Linked DNA regions of Lactuca sativa: region 1 is linked to region 2. The links are chromatin contacts, called in public Hi-C maps. All regions are on one chromosome and are shown on one strand. The core of a region is the stretch at or near the end of the contact, and the rest is flanking DNA. Distances in the headings are between cores, read along the strand shown.

What was found. Hi-C and Micro-C count contacts between places; a contact is called where the count stands out from the background.
Region 1: a contact with region 2 is called in a Hi-C map of leaf, with 5 times the contacts expected there. The contact joins the promoter of LOC111885117 here to the promoter of LOC111885112 in region 2. A contact is called at or near these places in 2 of 4 Hi-C or Micro-C datasets (leaf and seed).

Annotation. Positions count from the first base shown.
Region 1 is chr3:128,733,952-128,740,024 of Lsat_Salinas_v11, forward strand. LOC111885117 reads left to right here and starts at 3,412. Exons shown (of 6, transcript XM_052769818.1): 1 at 3,412-3,691; 2 at 3,739-3,897; 3 at 3,955-4,758; 4 at 4,864-5,408; 5 at 5,502-5,567; 6 at 5,641-6,073. The coding sequence starts at 3,412.
Region 2 is chr3:128,439,720-128,445,834 of Lsat_Salinas_v11, forward strand. It overlaps LOC111885112 (leucine-rich repeat receptor-like serine/threonine-protein kinase BAM1), which reads left to right and starts at 3,817. Exons shown (of 2, transcript XM_023881400.3): 1 at 3,817-6,115. The coding sequence starts at 3,970.

The DNA of each region.
Region 1 (6,073 bases), core at 2,162-4,661, 290 kb after region 2:
AGAGAGGAAAAAAAAGGTAATCGAGATAATAACCTCACAAAAGGCCGGTGTTTAGTAGGTAATGGTGTTGATGTGCACAACATTTCTAGTCTAGATATATCTGGTGTTGTGTTGTTGAAATGGAATTGCCGAGCTATAGCAACCTGTGAAATGAACATATAATCATTTCTTAGTTTTCCAATGAAACTATTGGTTTGATGTGTATATGGAGACAAGAAACTTATAGAGAAACTCACAGGCTTTCTGACTCTTTCAGAGACATGGAAAACATCTCTTAGTTGATCATGGTGCAAGTGTCAGAGTATTTTGACCTTCAATCGTAGACAAGAATGAATAACCCACAAATGTTAGTAGTAGTTTTATGCTTAAAGTTCGACATACATTAGTTTTTTAGATCAAAAATGGTAAAGATAAGCAAGACAGGTTTACTAAATATGGAAACTTAGTTTCATGTGTTGAAGCCTGAAGGACAGATCTGATGTGTTGGATGTACATAAATACTCGAAATATAGACAGTAAAGTGAAGTCAAGAAATAAGTGCAGATCTGATGGAATAGAAGATGTGTTGGATGTACCAAATTAGCCTCCAATCTTTTTAATTCCACAACATCGACATTGTCATCTTCAGTGTTTTTATTTTCATCTGTTGTTAGTTTAAGCTTCTCGTTCAAGTTCTTATTTTATTCTGATACATTTTGCAGTTTTTCTTCTTTTTCAATCAATTTTGCCTTCAAATCTTCCAATTTTGCTTTCGATTTCTCCAAATTTACCTCCAGTATTTGAACTTTTTCAGATGACTCAAATTTTGATTGTTCCACAAGCTCATAAGCACTTCGAATTTGTAAAGTGGTATCCTCGTTGTTGTGAATCTTGAAGCTTTTCTAATATGTCAGCAAGCTCTTTCTTGGCCACGTCAGCATGCTCGTTGGCACGTTTCTTACTTTCGTCCGATTGACTTAATTGATCCTTGGCTTTCTTAAGTTCTTCTTGAAGATAAGAGAACTGGGTTTCAAGTTCAGCCACTCTGCCAGGACGCTGTTTCTGTGATTTTACAAAAGATAAAAAAGACTATTAGACCCCTATGACACTCGAAAGCCAAAAACAAAATGTTTTTATTAGTATTATATGAATATGATACCTTGGATGTTGGAGTACGAGGTGACCGATGTTCAGAAACTTTTGAGTAGAAGAATTTTCCGGTTCTACCCCAGAAGTTTTGAGCTACCTAGCAGTTTTTGGTGTCCTCTGTGGCACCTCCAAGGTTACAGCTCTGTTTTTTTTTTTCAAAAAAAAACTCAGATTAGAATAATCAATAATTTGTTATAATGACCAGCTGGTATTTTGGTAATTTTGGTTTGAAGTCTTCAAAGAAAATGATCACGTGAAAGATACTAAGACCATAAAGATCAAACCAAGGACCAATTATAATTTTGGATAGTATACCTTGTGTTTGGGGTTTGCATTGTCTAATTTACCCTTGAGTAAAAGCAATCCTGTAAAAAAAAGTCCCACTTGAATAAAGAAAGTTGACCCATAATGCCTATAATGGATTTGAGAGGAATGCTTGGGTCAGAATTCAGAAAGAATGATTTGTTTATATATGTTTATGCTTATGTATATGCAATGCATATATATCATATGCAATGCATTAATTAGTGTGTTTGGTGAATCTCGGGCAGTGGAAGCAGCAATTAGGGCAGTCTGAACAGGTACAACAACAACAAATCTAGTTGCAGTGTTTGGAAATATCAGGTAGTTTTCTTCTTTCTTTTGTTCTTCTCTACTCTTTTTATGCTTTATCATATACATCATTATGCATATGAAATATCCTTATGGTGTTTGGATGTTCTTGTAAATGTCTAAATGATGCTTTATATATTGTTGGAATTGATACTTCATAATCAGACATGATACTTAACACACTAGGTCTCTAATCTTTATAAGTCATGATACTTAACATATCATGTTTTTGACATCTAGGAAAGAGAAGTTGTTGAGCTGAGTTGGACAGCTGACTAAGGACTAGTCAAATTCAAAGTCAAAGTCAAATTCAAGGACAATACCAGGTATGTGATGATGATATAATCCCTTACTGTTTGAGAAGAAGTAAAAGTGATACATTAATAATAATAGTCTTCATTTACAATAGTTTATCAAAGTGCAATGCTATTTCTTGCTATAACTGCTAGTTTTATCAAAGTATGATATATAACTTAACATGAATTAAACACACAAAGTATGTTAATTCATATTTTTTAAACTACATGTTTTGTGAAACATTAAAAAAAATATTGTACTCACTTCTAATATAAGATCCAAGATATTTATTATATTATTTATTTTAATTAATTCAAAATAATAATAGTTTTTAAGGTGAGTTTTGATCTGAAGAAAATAAAATACCTTGAAGATCAAAATAAGTATTTAGATTTATAGAAAAGTCCAAAACAACAACAACAAGCTTTTATAACGAGGCAATATTAAAAAACCAGAAATTTAATTTAAAATAAAAAAGTATCACAACAAATATTCTACAAATCTGTTTGATAAGAATCTAAAAAATGCATTAAAATATATTTCATAAAGAAAATATAATATCTCTATATTAGTCATTAAAAGTTTAAAACGAATCCAAATGACAAATTCATTTCATCAATTATATATCAAAAATATGTTTTTTAAAAAAGAAAATGGATATGAATTAACAATAATAAATTTGATAAAAAAATAAAAAAATAAATAAAGCAATACAAGTATAAGTAGAATGCTATAAAAAATAATAAAGCAATACAAGTAAGATGGTATAATATGAAGAATATGAAAAAGAAATCCTAAATAAAAACAAATTAGCTTTATATTTACAATACATACAATCTAATTCTTGATAATCAAACAGTTATGACAATTGATAAGAGTTGGATTACACTGCCAAATCGGAGCTCTCCAGAATTCTTAAAAGGTCTTACAAACTTTATAGAGATTGCAAAGAACCATGTCGATGGTGAAGGAAAAACATGTTGCCCGTGTAGAGATTGTGCGAATATGTATCGACAAATTGTGACTACAGTTTATGCCCACATACATGACCGTGGATTTCTTCAATCATATCGTATATGGATTCATCACGGGGAGGAGTATCCTTCTTCAGATTTAGACAACATTTGGTTTCCTAAAAACCATACTACAACAACAACAAATGAAATGTTTGATGCAATAGATGATGTTATGGAAGAGGAAAATACTTATGAAGGAAATATTGATGGAGAAGGAATTGGTTTAGACCCGGAATTTGATGCATTGTTTAAAGAGGCCAATACAAAGTTATACCCTGGTTGTAGCTGGATGTCTTCCCTAAACTTTGTAGCAAAACTGATGCACATGAAAGCCATCAATAAATAGACAGACAGTTCGATGGACCAACTTTTAGAGTTTTTAAGAGTTGCGTTCCCAAAAGAAAATACGATTCCAGCTTCACACTATGAAGCTAAGAAGAAGCTGGAAAAAATTGGGTTAGGATATCAATCTATACATGCTTGTGTTAATGATTGTGCTTTGTTTTGGAAGGAGAACGAGTCGATGCAGAACTGTCCTATTTGTAACGAGAGCATATCGGTTGACAAAAACACAAAGGGGAAGAAAGTGGCACAAAAATTGTTGCGTTATTTTCCTTTGACTCCCAGGCTTCTCAAAGGTATAGTTCTAGATTCACGGCAAAAGACATGATTTGGCATCATACAGGGCGGTCAAATGATGGTAAGATGTATCATCCTGTTGATGGGAAGGCATGGCAAGAATTTGATAAGCGTTATCCTAAGTTCGCCAATGAACCTAGGAACGTTCGCTTGGGTTTGGCTGCTGATGGCTTTAATCCATTTTGCAACATGAATCAGTCGTATAGTATGTAGCCGCTAATATTGACAACATACAATACCCCACCATGGTTATGTATGAAAGAGTCTTCTTTCATGTTGATTTTGCTAATTCCTGGCTCTAAATCACCTGCGAAGGACATTGATGTTTTCTTGAGGCCTTTGGTAGACGAGTTGAAAATGTTGTGGGACGAAGGAGTGCAAATGAGAGATGCAGCAACCAACACTATATTTACGATGCATGCAACACTATTATGGACTATCAACGATTATCCTGCTCATAGCAGTTTTTCTGGATGGAGTGGTCAAGGTTATAAAGCTTATTCTACCTGCAATAAAGACACACCTTCATGTCGTATAACCAACAAGATAGCTTATGTTGGTCATAGAAGATTCTTGCATAGCAAGCACGAATGGAGGGAGAGTTTGTTGTTTAATGGAAAAAAAGAGTCGAGAAAGCCTCCCCGGCGATTCAGTAATGCAGCAATATTAAAGCAACTAGACTGTCTCCCGGATCGTATTCCAGGGAAACATCCTAGTTATGGTGGGGGTGTGAAAAGAAAGCGTACAGAGTCAGAGTTAAACTGGACCAAAAGGAGTATCTTCTTTGAGATTAGTTATTGGTCTTCTTTAGAACTAAAACACAATCTAGATGTTATGCACGTGCAGACAAATGTGTCTAAGAGTTTTGTGGGTACTTTGTTGAAGAATGAAAACTCAAAAGACACACAAAAAGCAAGAGAAGATTTGGAAAATTGGGGTATTCGAGACAATTTATGGCTACAAAAGAATAACAACAAGATCATGCAACCACATCCAGATTACTCTTTCAAACGAATTGATCGAGAATGTTTCTGTCAGTTCATTAAAGGAGTTAAACTACCCGATGGTTTTGGATGAAACTTTAAGAACAAGGTGCTTCCTAATGATTCAAATATAATTGGGTTAAAGTCTCATGATTATCACATCCTCATGCAACAACTTTAACCAATAGGGGTTCGAGCTGGTTTGCCTACGAATGTTTCAACAACAATCATTGACCTTTACACATTCTTTAAAAAAAATTGTGCACAGACATTGGATGTGAAAGACATGTATAAAGCACATAATGAATTGATAAAGATCTTATGCAATTTGGAGTTGATATATCCTCCAACATTTTTTGATATAATGGTTCATGTAGTTCTACATTTACCTGAAGAAGATATTCTTGGAGGGCCTGTACATATGAGATGGATGTATCCTTTTGAAAGATACATGAAAAAGTTAAAAGCTTATGTAAGAAACAAAGCAAGACCTGAAGGTTCAATAGCAGAAGGTTATGTTGCAGATGAAGCGTTGACATTCTGCTCCATGTATCTTGATGGTATACAAACCAAATTTAATCGTCCCGAAAGAAATGCAGATGTTGGCATTCCGAAGAGTCGGTTTTCTGTGTTTTCATTACAATGTCGTCCGATGTCGAAAAAGAAAATCATTTCTCTTTCTAAAGAGGCCTCAAAAGCATTGCATTGGTTTGTACTACACAACTGCGATGAAGTTAAATGCTATATATCGTAAGTATTTTTATTTTTTATATTTTCTTTTTAGGTTTTGTGATAAATTAATTTGAACCCTTTCTCCTACATACAGGGAATTACATCTAAAAATCCGGGAAGAGATGTAAAAGCGAAATTTTCTTCATGGTTCAGTGATAAGGTAGATATATTTTATACATATATAAATCTAAAGTATAATATTATTAGAAGTTATTAATCTTATATCTTTCTAGGTCTATCAGCTAGAAAGAAATTCGTCCCCTGAATGTACCAATGAATTAAAGGCATTGGCATATGGTCCGTTGAACGCGTATTCTTACACTGCTTGCATAGTCCATGGTGTTAGATTTGTAGTATATGATCATGAGCTTCGACGTACTACTCAAAACAGTGGTGTTTTTACACTTGGAGAAGATGGTACACCATTTTATGGTCAATTTACAGAGATTATCCAGTTGAACTATTTAAGTGGTTACTCGGTTGTTCTATTTCGTTGCAAATGGTTTAATACATCGGGGAAAAGACGATTTGTTGAGAAAAATGGTATCGTTGCTATTGACATCAGTCGTGAATGGTATGTCGGTAATACATGGTACGATGGTGACCAATACATTTTAGCCACACAAGTGAAACAAGTGTTTTATCTTCAAGATCCTTCTCGAAATG
Region 2 (6,115 bases), core at 2,567-5,066:
GAGTTTTGATATCTTCGGGAAAGGTCTTGTCATTGAATCGGAAATGAAATTCTTGGTCTGGAGGGACATATAGTCTGTCTTTATTGAACCGGGGTGAGGAATCCATTGCGGTAGGATATCCATTTGACCAACCCCAATTGTATGTGTTGTCCACGGTTCCATTATTTACCAAATTTTCAATAGCTTCACTTTCATTGAACAATTTTTCGATTAAAAGATTTAAGCGTACAATTTCACTCTGAGCTAAATCTCTCTGGTTCAAAGCTATCTCTAATTGGGTTTCACTCAACATTCTTGCATCTTTTTCTAACTCTAAATCTCTTTCTAACATAGCCATTTTAAGTCTTTTGTTATCCAGTCGTCCTCTCACATGGAACATCTCCTGGACGCAATGTTCTTCTCATCTAAGGCTTTGTTATAGTCTGTAAGGACGGCAACACATGTGTCATTAAGATCATCTATGTAAGGTTGACAGTCATGCATGTTATAATTTAGAGGTTGGATCATGAGTTTTACCTGTTCGACGATGCTTAGAGTTCCATCCTTTGCCATATAGCAGTAGTTTTTGTCCATTTTTGTAGACCCATCATCATCCGCAGTCGCCAACATGCAGATCTTCCCTTTTCCATTGATACTGTTGATGGCTTCATCTTCGTCTCTGGATGACCAAACTTGATGGTCTATTTTGACATGGGCTACGTATGCCCTTGATTTTTCCTTTTCTTCCAACTCTTGAGTCATTCTAAGGTAGAATGCTCTGAATTTTACTACATTGGCCTTACAATCTCTTGCAAAGTGATTCTCTTTATTGCATTTGTGGCAAACTACAACATCAGTCTTGTCTTCTGAGGGAGTACCGAAGTCAGTGGTTTGAGTTGACTGTGGTGCTTCCTTTGGTTGAGAATTGTGAGGTTGCGGTGGTGGATGAGAACTTTTAGGATAATGTGAGTGATTGTTTTGTGGGTTGAAGTTACGATTGAAGGGTTGTTTGTTGAATTGTTGATTTTTGCGAAAAGAGTGAGGTAGTAGTCGGTTGAATTGTTTGCTAATGAGTGCAATTACCTTTTGAAATTCTTCATCATCATCATACTCTGAATCAGCTTCGTATGACTGCAGTGAAGTGTCATACGGGGGATAGTAAGATTGGTTATGTGGAGTTTGTGCTATGAGAGCAAGAGGTCCTCTGAAGTCAGCACAGTCTTTGAGTACGGTGGATTCCTGTGCTTGCAGTTCTCCATAGAGTTTATAGAGTGACAAGGAATGAATATTTCCATCGCCTTGGACTATCATTTTAGCCGTAGTCCAATGTCTTCCCAAATCATTAAGAAACTGAAGATTTGTTTCATGGTTACTGCGGATGGTGCCCGCATTGGATAACTTGGTGATAATCAGGTTGAACCTTTTGAAGGAGTCTTCCTAACTTTCGCCAGTATGAGCTTTGAAGTTGTTGAACTCATTGAGTGCAGTTGTAAGCTTCTTGTCTTGTGCTTGTTCTGAGCCTTCGTACAGATTCTTGAGAACATCCCATATCTCTTTTGTTGATTTGCAATTTATGATGATATCGAAGTTATCAGGAGCAACTCCACAGGAGATTTCATAAAAAGCAACAACATCATTTTCCATTTTATCGAGATCATCCTTGGTGGGACGGTTCATAGCTGGTTGACCTCTTCCTAGTCTGGTTGTAGCTCCGTCAGTTTGGACTGGTGTAAGGACAGGGACATGTGGTCCTTCTTCAACGGATCTCCATACGTCTCTACCAAGTCTCCTTAAGTATGTTTCCATTCTTTGTAACCAGTGATGATATTCATTTGCAACCAGTATTGAGGCTCGATTAGAACCACCAACACTGTTGGAAACATTCAGAGATAACGATTGTGCCATATTTTTTTTTGAAGTTTTTTTTGTTTAAGAAATGAGCTTAAGTGGTATAGAAGGCTCTCTGAAAAACCAGAGTTCCGATTTTCAAAAAGCAACTACTATGACTCTGATACCAATTGTTGAGAGAAAAACTTTGAGACACACTTGAACAAACGTTAGAACAAGTATATTGTGAAATAGTTAATCTCGAAGGATCTAAAAGCTCAACAGTAGTATTTAGAGTTAGATGTTAGAGAGTTAGTTGCGGAAAAGTAAAGAAATGGAAATGACAACAATTGTTATATTAAGTATACACTTAAGCTGATTCATAACAAGGAATGCATTCAAGCTAAGTTAATAAGTGAGATCAAACTTAGTGATTAAGTCGCAAAAGACTTGCTCTGAAGAGTGATTGTAGTCGATTATGAGAGTAAGAAGAGTGAGTAAGAGAGATAGAAAAGATAACTTAAGAGATTGCAATTCAGAATTAGATGCATAAGATAGATATTTGAATACAAGAGAATGAGCTCTATTTATAGAGACTCGTGAAGTATACTAGATTACATCTCTAAGAGTAGCCATGCAAGACATAACGGACAATAGAGAGAATTACAATAAAGACAAATAAAGTAATCTAGTAAAGAGACTGCGGTTGCGGTTGCTGATGAAGAAACTTCACTGTGGGTGCTTGACGGCTACGGTAGCTGAAGTTCAAGAGGGTCACTTTTATGATTCAACAAGTATGTTGGTTAAAGTGCTAGTAGATTGGTAATCATCTAGTAGACTGCCATAAGGGTTGTATGTAGTCATGTAAGATATCCTAAGAACTCTTGATCTAGGATTTCTTGCATGTTTCTTTTTTGGTTGTGGCTCTAGAGTAGAATCATCTGTTCGAGTGGCTATTTCACATCTAGTTACTTATCAACATCATTGAGGATTCAACGTTTCTTATACTATTCTGATTTTCAATAAAAGTATTTTGGAATAAACGGTTTTCTTAATAATGAATTTATAATTGGGAAATTTTACTTTAATAAAATAAAAAATATTGGTTGTGAAAATGGGACGTTACAATATTGATATAGATCTAGATGTAGCGGATCGATAATTGAGTTAGGGTCGATATCTTAATGAACTTACCCAATAATATCGACTGATTGAACATAATTTGGGTCCCAAATTCAAAATCCAACATGGTGCTGCCATCAATCCATACATATTCATCAACCAACATTTATTGTCGAGATTGGTAGTTACTTCTAAGATGTCGAGCAATAATATAGTTATGGTCGATTGAACTTACCCGTTTCTAGATGCAAATCCAAATTTCATAACCACCGATTACAAATTCATTTCATACATAAATTTTTTAGATGATAAAATTGCATTTCTCCTAAATCGAATTAAGGAGATAAAATATGATGTTTACTAATCTATTCAGAATGTAATAACAAATTTGTGCTAATCGATTATGCATAACATGAGAGGTAAAGAATAGTAAATAACCATATCTTGAATAAGGAGATCGACATAGTAATAATTGTAAATGAGTATTTTAGTAATTTAATTATAATCTAATTTTAAAAGAATATTCTTAATTTTAAATAGATTAATTATGACTATATTAACTATTTAGGTATATAATATAGGTTTTATACAAGTTTACAAAAATATAAATAAAAGTTTCCTTATATTTTGTTTTTTAAAAATATACAACATCTAATTTAATTTATAGATTAAAGTATTAAACTAATCGTCAAGGTACATGAAATACATACCAATACAACAAAATACGGTAGTAAAGTTGCATATTACATATTTAGATTTTATTCTACATATTAGTTGTAAAAATATAAAATAAGAATTAAAAAAAAAACTTTATTTATATTACTTTTGTTTTAAAACCCAAAATAATTCAAGCCCATTAATTTAGAAAAAAAATGAGTATAAAAGTTATAACGATTTTCCTCCAGATCACACACTATGATATCACTCTCTTTCTACTCCTTTCCTAATTCTTCACCCACCCTTCTTCTTCTTCTTCTTCCCCATCTCTTTCTCTGAAATAACCAGTGTGTGTATGTGTGTGTGAGAGAAATTGACCACAAGATGAGGTTCCTCTTCCTCCTACTGCTGTTACAGTGCATTCCCAACTCATTCGCTGCCAAATCAGGCCGATTACCGGAATACCAAGCACTCATTTCCCTCAAATCCGCCATCTCCGACGACCCACAGTCCTCCCTTTCCACCTGGGACCTTTCTACCAGCCACTGTACTTGGTCCGGTGTCACCTGCGATTCTAGACGCCATGTTATCGATCTCGACATCTCCGGCCGCAATCTCACCGGCACTCTCTCTTCCGACATTGGTCACCTCCGCAGCCTCGTTAATTTCACCATCGCCGCCAACAACATTGGTGGCCCTATTCCACCGGAGATCGCTTCCATTTCTGGCCTCCGCCTCCTCAATCTCTCCAATAATATTATTAATGAGACATTCCCACCGGAACTTTCTGGGCTTAAGTCTCTGCAAGTGCTTGACCTTTACAACAACAACATGACCGGCGACCTGCCACTCGCCGTCTCCGAAATGACGAACCTCCGACACCTCCATCTCGGTGGAAACTACTTCTCTGGCGTTATTCCGCCGGAGTACGGACGGCTTCCTTTTCTTGAATACTTGGCTGTTTCTGGGAACGAACTCACAGGCTCTATCCCTCCCGAAATCGGAAACTTAACAAACCTCCAACAGCTCTACCTTGGGTACTACAATGGTTACACCGGTGGTATTCCTCCAGAAATCGGTAATTTATCAAGCCTCATTCGCCTCGACGCTGCCAACTGTGGTCTCTCCGGTGAAGTTCCTCCGGAAATCGGGAAGCTTCAAAACCTTGACACGTTGTTCTTGCAAGTGAACGGACTCTCTGGATCTCTAACGAAGGAGCTTGGAAGCTTAAAGAGTTTGAAATCCATGGATTTGTCGAACAATATATTCTCCGGAGAAATCCCCCCCTCTTTTGCAGACCTTAACAATCTCACCTTACTAAATCTGTTCCGAAACAAACTCCACGGATCGATTCCTGATTTCATCGGGGAACTGCCGGAGTTGGAGGTGTTACAGCTCTGGGAAAACAACTTCACCGGAAGTATTCCTCAAGGCCTCGGCAAGAACGGAAAGCTACAGATCCTTGATCTGTCTTCCAACAAATTAACAGGTTCACTTCCTCCCAATCTATGCAATGGAAACAAACTCGAAACGATAATCACTTTGGGAAACTTTTTATTTGGTCCGATTCCTGAGTCTCTTGGTGAATGCCAATCTTTGAATCGAATCCGAATGGGAGAAAATTTCCTCAATGGTTCAATTCCAAAAGGGCTTTTTAGTTTGCCTCATCTCTCTCAGGTTGAACTTCAGAACAACCTTCTCTCCGGTGAATTCCCGGTGACCGATTCTGTTTCAGCGAATCTCGGTCAGGTCAGTTTGTCCAACAATCGCTTAACCGGTCCACTGCCGGCCACCATTAGCCAATTTTCCGGTGTGCAGAAGCTTTTACTCGATGGTAACAAGTTTACCGGCAACATTCCCGGCGAAATAGGCAAACTACAGCAACTATCCAAGATCGATTTCAGCCACAACAGTTTATCCGGCGAAATCGCTCCTGAAATCAGCCAGTGTAAACTTTTAACATATGTCGATCTCAGCCGTAACCAGCTCTCCGGCGAAATCCCAACCGAAATCACAGGCATGCACATTCTAAACTACTTGAACGTCTCTCGTAATCATCTAATCGGAAGCATTCCAACATCCGTTGCGTCAATGCAAAGCTTAACGTCCGTCGATTTCTCCTACAACAATCTCTCCGGTCTTGTCCCCGGCACCGGTCAGTTCAGTTACTTCAATTACACTTCATTTTTGGGGAACGCCGATCTCTGTGGACCATATTTAGGACCTTGTAAAGAAGGAATCGCAAACGCCACCCATCAACCACATTCAAAAACATCACTCTCCGCCTCTGTAAAACTTCTTCTCGTTCTTGGCCTACTCTTCTGTTCCATCGCCTTCGCCATTGCAGCAATCATCAAAGCTCGATCTATCAAGAAAGCGTGCAAAGCTCGATCATGGAAGCTTACTGCTTTCCAACGCCTGGATTTCACTTGCGATGATGTTCTCGATTCTTTAAAGGAAGATAACATCATCGGAAAAGGAGGAGCCGGGATTGTTTACAAAGGCGCCATGCCCAACAATGAGCTTGTTG